Regions from separate parts of the Oryctolagus cuniculus genome. Here region 1 is linked to region 2. A link is a contact called in public Micro-C data. All regions are on one chromosome and are shown on one strand. The core of a region is the stretch at or near the end of the contact, and the rest is flanking DNA. Distances in the headings are between cores, read along the strand shown. Region 1 holds the start of L2HGDH (L-2-hydroxyglutarate dehydrogenase). Region 2 holds the start of ATL1 (atlastin GTPase 1).

Region 1 (6,754 bases), core at 4,006-6,505, 210 kb after region 2:
GAAGATGAAATAATTTCATTTAATTTTGGCCTATCTTTTGGCTTAAAGAGAAGGCCAAATGTATTTCAGCTGTGATCTATAAAAGAACTAGATATTACATTTGAAATGAATTATAGATAAAATTAAATTTATATTTGGTAATAAAGGTTTAAAAATATTAGGCTACTTTTACATTTTCTTTTTTGTTTTAATATTTATTTATTTATTTGAAAGGCAGAGTTACAGAGAACAGCAACTTAGCCAAGCAATTTTGGGAATTCTTGTTTTCTTTGCTTGAGTCCAAGCACCACCACTGGGAATGAGGAGACCTCTAGTGGTGAGTTGTTGGATTTGCTCTGGCAAATTAAAAGAAGCTGGTTAAAAGCAGTTAGGAAACAGCCACTACTAAATTGCTGCTGCCATAAATAACCCAGGAATTCAAATTATGAAAACAAAAACCAAAGCAAACATTCCAATCAGAACTTGGCCTATAGCCATGAGTGTGTAACAGTGTTTCTAAAAGTTGCAATTGTGTTTATAACTTAGAGGAGGCCAGATTGCTAATGTGTTACTCAAAATAGGATATTTACAAAGTGTTTTTTCTGTAGATTTGATCTAGAGTTTTAGGATTGCATAACAACAGTAATTTTTAAAGTAGAAGTTCTTACCATTGTATTATTTTTAAAAAGATTTGAAAATCAGAGTTACACACACACACACACCCACACCCACACACAGAAATCTTCCATCTGCTGGTTCACTCCTCAAATGGCCACAATAGCCGGGGCTGGGCCAGACAGAAACCAGGAGCCAGGAGCTTCATACCAGTCTCCCATGTGGGTTCAGGGGCCCAAGTACTTGGGCCATTTTCCAGTCCTTCCCCAGGATCATTAGCAGGGAGCTGGATTGGAAGGGGAGCAGCCAGGACTTGAACCTATGCCCATAAGGGATGCTGGTGCCACAGGTGGTGGCTTTACCCACTATGTCACAGCACCAGTCCCATCATTATATTCTTTAGAACTTTATCTATTAACTACATGAAATCTGTTCTTTTTAATTAAAAAAAGGTGAGTGAAAAAAATGTCAATAAAGTATAAGTTTTGATTTTACATATTCAATATAATTAGTTAGGCTACTCAAAGTGACAGTTAACTTGGCGGTCAAAAAAAAACAAAAAACAAAAAACACAGTTTTTGAGGCCATACATTGTGGGCAGAGGAGTGTAAAGCAATCACAATAGGGGAGGTTTTTCCCTCATTACTAAACTATTCCACTATAAATCATCAATTACTGATTCTAATTCAATTCCCAAGGTATGTGCCATCCCTAAGGACAGACCAACAGAAAAGTCCACTAGAAATTGGAAGCAAAGGCCTTAGGAGCAGTTAATTAGATCAACACTGTTGCTCCCCCACTTGTGGAGGAACGACACCAGACCCTGAGCTGTTCTTTTTGCCCGGCCGTTCCTGGGTTTGCTGCCGCTCCCCCACTCGTGGAGGAATGACACCATCCCGGGTTTGCTGCCGGCCCCCCCTCCGCCCCCACCTCCGCCCCCCCACCGTTTTCCCCGCTTCCGTGGAGGAGCGGCACACCGCCGGCCGGCTCTCTCAGGGGTTGCTCAGATGTTCCTGGTGCATGTTGTCTTTCTCCTCCTTTATAGTCCTCTTCCACCAATCCCAACTCTCCTGGTATTCTCTCCCAACGTGCTGAGCATGCTGCTCTCCTCCAATCAGGAGCAGGATCAGCTCCTGCAGCTTATCAGTTGAATTGGTGAGGCAGCTGTGTAGAAGTAGTTTACTCTCTCTCAGCGCCATATGATGGGAGATCAGATGCATAGAATTAGTCTTAGTTCCAGTAATTTAGTCTAGTCTCGGTTGCTCCCCTCAAACATCACACGGCACTCACTGAACTAACTTCTCATAGGTTCTGGACTTCCCTGGAAGACAGTGAACCTGAAGTGGGAAGGGTGTATCAGAAATATGAATGTCTCTAGCCACAGACCTGACAAGGTGTATGAATGCCAGGTAAGATTTTGATTTGAAATTATTTGACACAAGCTACCGTACAGTCTAACCTTGGAGGGGTGTGGGGAGCAACTCAGACTAGACTAAATTACTGGAATTAAGACTTATTCTATGCATCTGCTCTCCCACAATATGGCGCTGAGAGAGGAGTAAACAGCTTCTACACAGCTGCCTCCAGTTCGACCAGTAACCTGCAGGAGCTGATCCTGCTCCTGATTGGAGGAGAGCAGCATACTCGGCGTGTGGGTAGCAGAGTTGGGATTGGTGGAAGAGGACTATAAAGGAGGAGAGAGACAACATGCACCAGGAACATCTAAGAGGAACACCTGAGGAACATCTGAGCAGCCCTCGAGAGAGCCGGCTGGCGGTGTGCTGCTCCCCCGCGGAAGTGGGGAAAGTGGCAGGGGGAACCGCCCTTCCACGGAGGTGGAAGGACGGTAGCCAACCCGGGAAGAACCAGCAGCCAACCCGGGAAGGGCCGAGCAGACAAAAGAACAGCGCAGGGTCCTGTGTCATTCCTCCACAAAGAGGGGGAGCGACAGAGGGGGAGTCAAGCAGAGCAATTTGTACAAAGAGAGCATGTGTACTCTGAGTCATTTCCCCCTTGCTAAGCAAGGAAACACATGCTCAAAGTCACTTGATAATTCTTAAAAATCATGACAAAAGTCTGATCACAGCCCCTAAAGTATGTAATTATGTATTCAATCTAGTATCAGATCAACTGTATCCTGTGTAAGCTAAAAACCAATGATGTCTACTTTATACCTACCAGAATGGTTAAAACAAGAAATAGTGACACCACCTTGATGCTGTTGACAATGAAAAGTACTTCAAACATTGCTGGTGGGAGTATAAAATGGTACAGCCACTGTGGAAAAGTCAGGCAGTTTCTTACAAACTAAATATATACTGTGTTCTGGCTCAGAAGGTGGTTAAGCCACATCCCGTATGAGCCCTGGTTTGAGTCATCGCTGCTTCAGTTCCAATCCAGCTCCCTATTTTATTTTTTTAAGATTTTAATTATTTACAGTGAGAGGGAGAGACAGAAAGGTCTTCCATCCACTAGTTCACTCCCCAAATGACCACAACGGCTGGAGCTGAGCTGAACTGAGCTGATCTGAAGCCAGGAGCCAGGAGCTTCCTCTGGGTCTCCCACACAGGTGTAGGGGCCCAAGGACTTGAACCATCTTCCACTGCTTTCCCAGGCCATAGTAGAGAACTGGATTGGAAGAGGAACAGCTGGGATTAGAATAGGTGCCACAGGCAGAGGATTAACCTACTGCGCCACAGCGCTGGGCCCCTGACTCCCTATTAATGTGCCTGAGGAAGCAGCGGAACATGGTTCCAGTGCTTGGGCCCTTGCCATCCACATGGAAGACCTAGATGGAGTTCCAGGCTTATGGCTTTTATCTGGCCAAGCCCTGGCCAACTTGGCTTTTTGCAGTGAGCCAGCAGATGGAAGATCTCTCTCTTCTCTGTCTCTCCCTCTCTCTGTGTAACTCTGCCTTTCAAACAAACAAATAAATATACTTAAAAAAAGAAAGACAAATAAATATACTTTTTAAAAGTATTTTTTAAAAAATTAAACGCACTTACCATATAACTCAGCAATTTGATTCTTGGGACTCACCCTAGAAAAACAAAACACCCATTCACACACAGTTATACATTAATGCTCATAATAGCATTATTCTAGCAACTGAAAAATGGAATCAATTCAAAATATATTTCAATGGGCAAATGGTTAAACATCCTGCAGTATATTCATATTATGGAATGTATTCCATAAAAAGGAATGGACTATTGCTATGAATACATGCAAAAATTTGGATGGATCTCAAGGGATTAGTTGACTGAAATGCTAATCTCTGAAAGTTATATACTGTACAATTACATTTCTGCAACATTCTTGAAATGACAACATTTTAGAGGGGCAGATGGGGGCCAAGCTGCACGGGGAAGCTGTTCTTATCAAAGGGGTGGGGGAGGGACTCTCGTAGTGATGAAACTGCTGTGTTGGGACCTTGGTGATGTACACCACAGTCTACATACGTGGCAACACGTAATCTAATGGTGCACACAGAAATGCTAAACTCAGAAAATCTGAGTAAAATCAATGGGTTCTGCCAGCGTCGAGAGCCTGGTTATGATATTATACTCCAGTTAGGCAAGATGGGGAGACAGAGTGAAAAATACACAGGATTTCTATTGTTAACAACTGTTAATCTACAACCATCTCAAAAAGTTGAATGTTTACAACATTTTTTTTCCAACCGTGATGGAACAAGCAGGCAACATGCTACATTGTTCTCACCAAAAAATCAAAATATGCTGTCCTGGTAGTGAACAGCTGCGGGTTATCTAATTCTTCACTTGGCTCAGGACCCGAGAAGCCTCAGGCTCCTGTCATCTGCTGGGTGTGTGTGTGGAGGGGGGTCCATCTCACTGAGGATCTGTGGACAGTCCTAGACAGGTGAACTGGCTTCCCAGAGCCACCTTGTTAGCGACCTGACCAGGCAAGTCAAGCCCTTCCGGCCAGAGCTGTCGCTACCCTATTCATGATCTGTGCAGCTGCGTGGACTCTATGGATTCCAAACTGCCAGCGAGCACCGAAAACGGGTGTTAAACTAGCACGGAGACAGAGAACCACACATTTTTAGTAAGAAAGTGCCTTAGAGCCTACGTAGCTCATCACCCGCACATTACAGGTAAGGAAACAGAGGTGAGCCGACCTGTACAAGGTGAATTTACAACTGTATGTTGGCCCAGGATTTCAGAAAAAGGCACAGACTGATGAACGCTATAGACCAAGCTCTCTGTCCATCCAGTCCCCAGTGCCCCGCCCAGAACTGAGTATTTACAAGGAGAATCAGTCACTGATTATGAGCCGCCGCCAGTGACCTCATAAAAGAAAAGTCTACAAGGGGCCTCCCTCCAGCCGGGGCGCCCCTGTTGGGTGGACCCTGGGTTCGGTGTGGGCCGGGCCATGTCCAGCCTTGGGCCTGCAGCTGCCCGCAGGGGGCAGGTCGAGCGGGGAAGGGGAGCCGCTGGACGCGCCCAAGAGTTTTCACCAAAATCGCGCCCAGACTTTCTCCCGCTCTGCGGGAAGGATCGGTGGCGCGCGACCCGGCGGGCCAGGTTTTCAGTCAGCTCAGCACCGCGAGAAGGGACGGGCAGAGGTGTGACCACCACCGCCGGCCGACCCCGCCCCGCTCGCGGCCTAGCTCCGCTACTCACAGCGTCGGAGAGAACCAGTGAGCCACCGTCCCCGGCGTCTACGGCGCCGGCCTGCCCTGCGCCCTCCGCTGCGCGCGCCTATTGGCCACCGGCGCCTTCCCACGTGGGCCAAAGGCGCAACCCTCATTGGTCCCTGCTCGAGGGGCGGAGCCAGAAAGAGCACGCCCGGGAGCCGACTGGAGTTCAGGCTGAGAGGAGAGGAGGGGGCTCAGGCGATGGTGGCGGCGCTGCGTTATCTAGGGGGGGCCTGCAGAGGGGCCCGCGGGGCTCTCCGCGGGGGCTTCCCCAGGGAGTGCGGACCAGCGTGGCGGAAGCCCTGGTCTCTGTGCAGAGGTGACCGTAGCGCCAGCAGCAGGTGAGTGGCCGGTGGCCCGCCCTCGCCGCCTTCGCTGCTGTTGCTTGTCTCCGAGGTGCCCTGTGCTAGACCTAGGCCCCTGCTCCTACTTCCCTGTCCCAGGCGTGAGGAAGTCGGGATCCTGTGTGGAGCTCCAGCCTGGAAAGCCAGGAGCTGGCAACCTGCAGGGTTCGTCTGTTGCATTTCTGGGCGCGAGGTCAGGCGGTGTTGAACAGAGGTCAAGAGCGAGTGTGGCGTTGGCCACAGCCCCTTGGTTCTGCCCTGGGCGGGTTCCTTACCCGCCTTAGAGGATCGGTTGTGGATAGGATCTTAGTGTCTCCCGTAGGGGGTCGATTTGAAGAGAAAAGGCCCTGGCGCACAGGAAGCGTCCCTGGTGGTGCTTGGAAGAGCTGGAGTCTGTGTTAATTCTTTCAGCTCCTGGGGCCCGCTGCCTGGAGCTGCCCCTGTCGGAAGCAGCTCCGTTGCTCATCAGAGTCTGCAGAATGCAGCGTCTTGTGACGAAGCTGGGGGTCACATTCCAGACCCGCTGTCTGCCTTTGCTCTCTGGCGAAGGAGCGGGTCGTGCCGGACGGTGGGCTCCGTGGGTGTGAACAGAGCTTGTTCGAAGACAGATGGCGTTGCATGACGTAGGAGAGGGGCTGTATCGCAGCACGGCTTTAATTTTATTCTAAGAACCACAAGAAACGGTTTTAAGGAGGCCAGGGTGATTAAAGGTTGCTATTTGAAAAGTTAACTCTGGCTTCTGTGTGTCAGTGGATTGGAGGGGAATTAGAATGAGATAATCGTTAATAGCCCTGGGATTGTGGGATCTGTAGACAATTAAGAAACGTTTTCATTAAGGGAAGAAATCTAGGATTACTGAAGTTTTTAAAATATTTTTTATTTTGAAAATGATTATATATTCATAGGAAGTTGCAAAATAGTAGAGAAGTCCCATGTTGTCTTCAACCCCCATTTACCCCAATGATAACATCTAATTTAATACAGTGCCAAAGTCAGGATATTGCCGTTGGCACAGTCTGTGGATTTTGTTCAGATTTCATTAATTTGCATGCATTTGTTTGTGTGTAGATCTATGCAATTTAATCATACATGTTAATTTGCATGAACACCACTTTAGTCAAGATAAAGAAACATTCCATCACCACAAAGACAGTCC
Region 2 (7,141 bases), core at 2,988-5,487:
TCAAATACAATACAAATAATTTTTCTTAAAAAAGTAAATATAGTAGACTCCAAACAGGATGCACATAAAAGAGCAAGTTCAACAGTCCCATCTCCCTGAATCTTCAGATTCCTCTGTTTAAGTATATCCGAGACATTCTGGTATCTCATCATAGAGAATGTAAGCTATTATTAGGAATACGTTCAAGTAACCCAGGTGAAAGAACTAAATGTTCAAGTCTATACATCAATTTTGAATCTTGGGTAAGTATTTGGCAAGATTCTCTAACTTCTCTTCTCCAAGAGCAGACTTGTACTCCCATCAGGGCTATGCCGAAACTCTAGCTAACTCTTGTTCAAAGTTCCCAGCTTCCTTCATATCTGCTCAAATATATCTATCACATGCCACAGGGTCCCAGAAGTTCACCCCCAATGCTCTTACTTTAGTAGAACAGAACTAGTCTCTCATTTCATTAACATTGCAATTTTGTAGCCTTCACCTGGGTTTTACCTTCAGTCACAAATGCCCAGCAGCTGCAGGAGAAGATGAATTTCTTCAAAGAGACCAAAGAAGTTTTCTCATGCCTTAAGTCTGGAACTCAAGACTCTCCGTTTTGTCTTGACACCACTGTCCTAGCAGCTCAGTACTGGCGACTGATCTTCCAACCCTGTGCCCCCGCTGGCATTCCATCTCGTGCCACTACTCATAGTTATTGGAATAGTGGTGATGCCACTCCATGCTATGCAATACCCCTGGTTCCATTTTCCTTGACAAGTTACCCAGTTCATCATCAGGTACGTGATAACATACCAGAAAGCCATTTCAAGGGTCTTTTTTTCTGAGACTACTTCCAATTTCTACAACTGAATCAATCACAGTTCTGGGAAGAAAAACCACAGAAAGATGACCTGGTCAAAGGAATATTTGTATAAACGAGAACAGGGGTAAGGCAACCCACACGGGATGTGAAGGACCCTGAGACAGCAGCAGTGAGAAGCCATTATCCGTGTTTCCTTGCAGGTGCAAAAGGAAGAAGTTTACTGGAATCCTACACCAGCGACACAGCTGTAGGACAGGACCACAGTTGGGCACTTTGGCTTCTTCTGCCCACAGCACTAGTATTCTTGGGGTACAGGCAAACTTTAGGCACCGCTTCTGAGCACAGTATCTATTACAATATGAAGAAACTGATAATGAACAGCATAAGATTATTTGTAACTCTTTATCTTCTCTTAGCTATTGAATTTACAAACAACCAACTTGTGGGCAGAATATAGAACCCTTCTACCAATTCTTTATAAGCTTTAATATAACAACCTGAGGACAAAGGTTAATAGAAACAGCTTCTTAACATATCTTAAGATCAATTCAAGCTGGATAAAAAAAGGGATGCGCCTGGCTTTCCTCACCTCTTCTGTTTAAAACTCCCATCATAATGACCTGATACTGACTCTGAATGAGATCCATGCTCTACTGCTATGCAGAATAGAATACAATTGTTCTCTATTTTGGATACCTGGTTCTTGCCTCAACAGAAAAGTGGCCCTAAGTAGTAACAGAAAGAAGAGTTTAATAATAATTATTTGAAAAATCCAACATTTAATTCATTTAATAAATCTATAGAGCAGTCAATTGAATCACAGTTACATCTGTCAAGTAGTTTTGTTCCAAGACTCATCGGCTTATCTTGCTTAAACTTATATGTTCCACAGACTAAAACTACTGTTCATATGTTCTGTCCTATCACACACTTAAAGATTTTAATTATCCATTTTCTCTTGGATAGTAAATTGTGAACCTCAGCTTTATAGAAGACTTAAAAATTTACGTCCCTTTTTTGTTTAGCCTTTATAAAACCAGAATTTAAACTAATACAGCCACTGATTACAGTTAGCATGCTATTGCCGAACTTTGAAAGAAGGGAAAAATACTGTGAAGTACAGAGCAAACCAGGATAGTTATATTTAAACAAAACTGGAAAATATTTGCATATCAGATAACATGAAGACACTAAAACTACATGATAATTAGGTTGGGCTGATGGACCTACCAAGCATTACTTCCTCTTACTCAATACTCTGTCATTATAAAATTTTAAGTTCTTAAGAAACTGTCCTATTACGGACAGTGATTTATTATTACATAAACTTAAACCTTAAAATTAAATGCTTAATTGTTTAAGTTACAAAATTAAATTTACTGTGTTTAATGAAAACAAATATGAATTCTCTTTCCAACCACGTAATGTTAAATCCACCAGCTATGACTTCACTGATCTTATTAAAATTAACTCAACCAGGACCAAAAAAAAATCCTTCAGATTCTTTTGGAGTTAGTAGGAGTGAATGTTTTTCCCCTTAGCACCAGTTGTGGTACAAGAAAAGTAATGACTATAGCAGGCACATTTTTTAAACTACCATGTGAAATCTTGACTTTTTCCATGCTATCTGCCTCTAAGCTGATGGCCAAAGTGTATGGATCTGCCATTACTGGTAGCATAAAATATCTGCACTCCAGGGTTTTGCTGAAGCCCCAACCTCAAACTTTTATGGCCTAATTTATTTAAACCTTGTGTTTCAAGAATAACATGCTTAAAGGATTGTCAGATGGGTATTCACCTTGTCTCAAACTGAGCATTCAGAGTTTCTCCTTCTATTTTTTCCGCAGCCTTAACATCAGGAAACGATGTGCCTCTCTTGATCAGCGGGCTCATCTGATCTCAAAACAGTACAAAAATTCTCTGCTGCAGCCAATTTGTTGCCTTGCTCAGATGTCCTATCTTCCCTCTTTTTAACTTCAGAGCAGTTTCTTCACTTACTTTTTGTCCTACGGTTTAAATTTTCTGTGTGCTGCCTCAGATTCTCTGTGGACTAATACAGGTCTAAGAAAGAAGAAACGAATTTCTTACTAGAGAAAGAATCAACGTATCAGGCCAGATTTTCTTTTAAAAAAGAAGTCAATGACAGTAAACAAGTACTAAGACACCAACAGAACATTTGAAGAGATTTTTGAGTCATCGAAGTCAGAATATGTGCCCACCAAAACGAGTGCCAAGAAGCTCTGAAAGAAAGAACTGTTCTTCAACGATTTTTTCAATGCAGCAAACACACGGGCTTTGTCCATGGAGCATGTTATGTCTGGGCTTACTTATGTGCCCTAAATAACTGCCTTTGTGTGCAAAGCCCAAGAAAATCCATGTATCCCCTGTCCTGTAGAAGCCTTGATTTACTTTCTACATCATACAACTGGTTTCAACGACCAACAATCAGGCACCTACTTCCCAGGAACAGGGTTGAGGTGGGTGCTAAACGCCACGTGCCAACATCTGCAATTACTCTTTGGCGATTTTCCGGTCACTAAGAGCGCTGCCTGTTATCTGGCTCTTCTGTTATAAACCTCTGCTGGGTTCACGGAATAACTTCTGCAGCATACAGAAAGCTGGCAACTGAATCTCTATCTCCCAAGCCAGACTGGAACCGAAACTGCAAAAAACAACTTGTGAGAAAACACCGGCCCAATGACGTCCCTGGCTGCCTATTCCATGTTCTGCGCGCTGCCAAGTAGTTTTAACCTCTCACAGTTGATAACCCTCTTCACGACGTTGCGAAGTGCTGTACCAACACTTTCTAGGGTGTCAGATGGAAAACACCTTATCCTCTTCAAAACTGCAGATGTTGCCAAACACCAACTCCTGTCCCAGATGGCATCCAAGCGGGAGAACCAGAACCAGGCTCTGTGGACCCTGACTTGGTCGGAGCCCTCTCCCCCACCCCCCTGCAGAACTCCTGCAGCCACGAGATATGCGACAACCCAGGGCTGTGCCCAAAAGGGTGACGGGGGCCGGGCGCAGCCTCCTGGGGCGGCAGGCTTTTAGCAACGGCTCAGAAAAGCTCAGCACCAGACAGGTTGTGCAGGTGTGCGGTGCAACCTCAAACTGGCACCACTGGGAATGCTTTGCAAAACAGGAAGGTGCAGTAGGGCGTGCCGCGGCTCGGCTAACTCGGCCCTCCCCGGCGCCCCACCGCCAGGTTACCCCTGGCCCGGTGCCCTCAACGTACCTTTTCCGGGTTGAACGTGGAGGGCTGCCTGCCCCCTCTCTCTCGTGCCCACCCTTCTCCCTGCACCCGTCACCGCCCAGGTTTACCTGACGATTCTGGGGACGGTTTAACGGAGGCCCGTCGGCCCCCGAGTGCCGTGCTGTGCGGGTCTCCGGCGGCAGGAGCGAGCGAGCTAGGCCCTGGAAGGACGCGCCGGGCTAGGGGGGCGCGGCGGCGCGGCCGGGAGGGTGTCGTGTCCTCCGCCGGCCTCAGGGCGGCACTCTGGTCCCGCGGCCGGCGCGCTCGGGCGGGCCGCTGGGCGCCGACCCACGCTGGCCGGGAACGTGTCTCCCGGTGACGCAGCCCCGGGTGGGGAACGTGGTGCGGCGGCGGCGGCGGCGGCGACTGTACGCGCCTCGGCCGCCTCCGAGAGGGCGCGCGGTGCGGGCGAGCGGGCGGGCGGGCGAGCGGGCGGGCGGGCGGCGACGGCTGCGGCGAGAGACCCGGAGCGGCCGCCGGGGCCGGGGAGCAGGACGCGGGCGCCGTTGAGGGAGTGGGCACCCCGGCTCGGCGCTCAACAAAGAGTGGGGCCGCCCCCCTCAGGTACCCAGCCGGCCCCGGGCTCCGGCGGGCGGGGGAGGCCGGGCCGGGCAGTTCGCCGGCGGCCGGGGAGTGGGGGAAGGGCTGTGGCCCGAACGGGGCCGCGAGGCGCCGGGAGCCCTTCCAGGCTCGCTTCCTCAGGGCCCCGGGCGGGACGGAAGGAAAGGGGCTGGACCACGGGGGCGCGGGGCCGCGTGGGGGTCGCAGCCGGCGACGCTGACCCGCCTTCGCGCGTCCCTCGTGCAGGCGGAGCTGCGGGCGGAGGCTCCATGTTGGGAAGCGGCGGCGCTCGCCCTCGTTAGCGGGAATCGGGGCGCGCCGCGGGCAGAGCCGGCGGGAGCCGGGCCCGGAGCGAAGATGGAGGCCCCGCTGCGGCCTGCCGCGGACATCCTGAGGCGAAACCCGCAGCAGGACTACGAGCTCGTCCAGAGAGTCGGCAGCGGCACGTACGGGGACGTCTATAAGGTGAGGCAGGCCGGGCCGCGGCCGCCGGGCTCCGGCCGCTTTCCGGCCGGGGGGAGGATGCTCTTATTGTTGCATCTTGGAGAGGAAGCGGCCAGGGTCCCTCTCCCTGCGTTCGGAGCACCCTCGAATCCCTTGCTGGTTCTCGGCGCCGCCAGCAAGCAGAGCTAACCACATCGTCGCAAACCACTCTTAACCTTTTTTGTGGTGTAAAGACTTTCAAAAGTTTATTTCTGGTTTTGAAGCGACTTTGAATCAGCTATGGAGTTGTCCGGTAGAATATTCTAGTGTCAGTGTGGAAAACCTGGAAGACAGTAGCAGAGAATATTGACGTTCAGGCATTACAAAAAAAAAATTAATGGATGAGCTTGGCCAATATAAGTTTTTTTGTTGTTGTTGTTGTTAATGGTCCTGTGAAACCTGTTTCTTAATTCTAGCTGTAAGCAGTCAAGTGTTGGGTGAAAATGATGTGTTTACAAACATTACTCCATGCAGAAAAGATAAGCTTTCCTGGCATAAGTTTGATGGTTTGTGTCTGGTTGGTGATTCAAAACCTACCATTAACTTGCTGGGTTTTTTCCTGCATTAGCACTTTCTCTGTTTGGGGTTTATAACATCCCATAACCACAAGTGGATAAGATCTACAGGTTGTGTTTGTGTGTGTGTCTGTGTTCACGCGTGTGCGTGCACTCTCCAGCCAGTGCGCTTTCTGTTAATTTAAAACAAATGATGAGAACGAATTCCTCTTAATTTAGGATTTAAAAAACGTGGTAGAAAAGCAAACCAGTTGCCCAAGTACACTATGTTCCTGAAGAATCCAGAGGAAAGAGATTGTTGGAGATTGCCTTAGGCTTTTTGTTCTCTGTTCCAAAAAGGAAGCATTAATGTAACTCATGAGTATTAAGGGAAGTTCCTCTACTTTTTGCAACAGCTTCTTGGTTTATTGGATTTGGTCATAGTTTAAGAGTATGTACACCATTCTTTCAAACCACAGGCCTGCACATAGTTGAAATGACTGTATCGTGTGGGTAATTAACTGGTAGATGCCTCTGGGGGGGGGGTCGCTTGTTTTGCACAGGTGGCAATAAGACAGGAAACATCCCCTTTTCCTATTTACTTGCTTTTGTTTAATTTCCTCTTTGTTAATAGTAACGATTCAAGGTGGTTATGATAGCTCTGGCACTGTTTAATTCTCTGAGATGAACTGCAGTGGAAGATTTTTTAATGTGAACAATGGGCATTTGAGTTATCTGTGCTAAGCACCCTTCCACTTGCTAAGTTGCTGATTTGTCTGCAGAGTCCCAGCTCTCTCCCTGTGAACACCTTTGAATGCAAAATGGGTAGCCAACAGAATTCTCTTTCTATGTAAAACTAGATCTGATTAAATTCCTAGTTTATCCATGTGTTACTCAGCTTGTGGAATGTTCCTTTAAAAACTGAAATTCCTGTTTGCCTTCTCAGTCCCATTTTTTAGTCATCTTTGTCTTATGTTTCGACATGCATTAGACTGGCTTAGATTATGTTATACAGCAGTCTCAATTCCAGTAATGGTTTTCTCCCTACTACTAGAAAATTTAAGGACTCTTTTTCCCTGCAGAGATCAAGACCACCACCTTTTTTCTTTATAGATAGAGCAACTAAAGCAATTTATCTGGAACAGAGTTTTATTCTTACCAGGGAAAGCACAGGTTGTATTGAAGAGGCAGTTAATGCCTGCCTCTTATCCTGATGCTTCCCTGCCCTCTGTCTCTCTGTGGGGCTCCTGAACAGTCAGAGACTTAATTTGTTACACCCCACCTTCACAACATCACCCCAACATATATATAGTCCCCTACCCTCACATTTGTGCTCTCACTTAGAGTATACTTACTGCATTCTAGGCCAGTCTTGGATTTGTAAATATCCTTAAGACAACCGTGTCTCCTCGTCCTTTGCTTTCTTTTGTTCTAGTTACCCAGAATCAGTCCCTCCCATTTCGACCTGTTGCGGTCCTGCCTGTCCATGAAAGCCTTACCTGAAGGGCCTTCCCTCCACCTCTCCCTTCTCTGCTCCTCCCTGCCCTC

What was found. A called contact is a pair of places that touch in the nucleus more often than the background predicts.
Region 1: a contact with region 2 is called in a Micro-C map of ear pinna, with 4 times the contacts expected there. The contact joins the promoter of L2HGDH here to the promoter of ATL1 in region 2. A contact is called at or near these places in 3 of 6 Hi-C or Micro-C datasets (ear pinna, psoas muscle and an unstated tissue).

What each region holds. Positions count from the first base shown.
Region 1 is chr12:25,817,883-25,824,636 of mOryCun1.1, forward strand. It overlaps L2HGDH (L-2-hydroxyglutarate dehydrogenase), which reads left to right and starts at 5,256. Exons shown (of 10, transcript XM_002718232.5): 1 at 5,256-5,595. The coding sequence starts at 5,456. It overlaps DMAC2L (distal membrane arm assembly component 2 like), which reads right to left and starts at 6,012. Exons shown (of 6, transcript XM_008269635.4): 1 at 5,874-6,012; 2 at 3,600-3,634.
Region 2 is chr12:25,607,180-25,614,320 of mOryCun1.1, forward strand. It overlaps ATL1 (atlastin GTPase 1), which reads right to left and starts at 4,238. Exons shown (of 15, transcript XM_017348282.3): 1 at 4,124-4,238. It overlaps MAP4K5 (mitogen-activated protein kinase kinase kinase kinase 5), which reads left to right and starts at 4,480. Exons shown (of 32, transcript XM_051822833.2): 1 at 4,480-4,619; 2 at 4,863-5,081. The coding sequence starts at 4,974.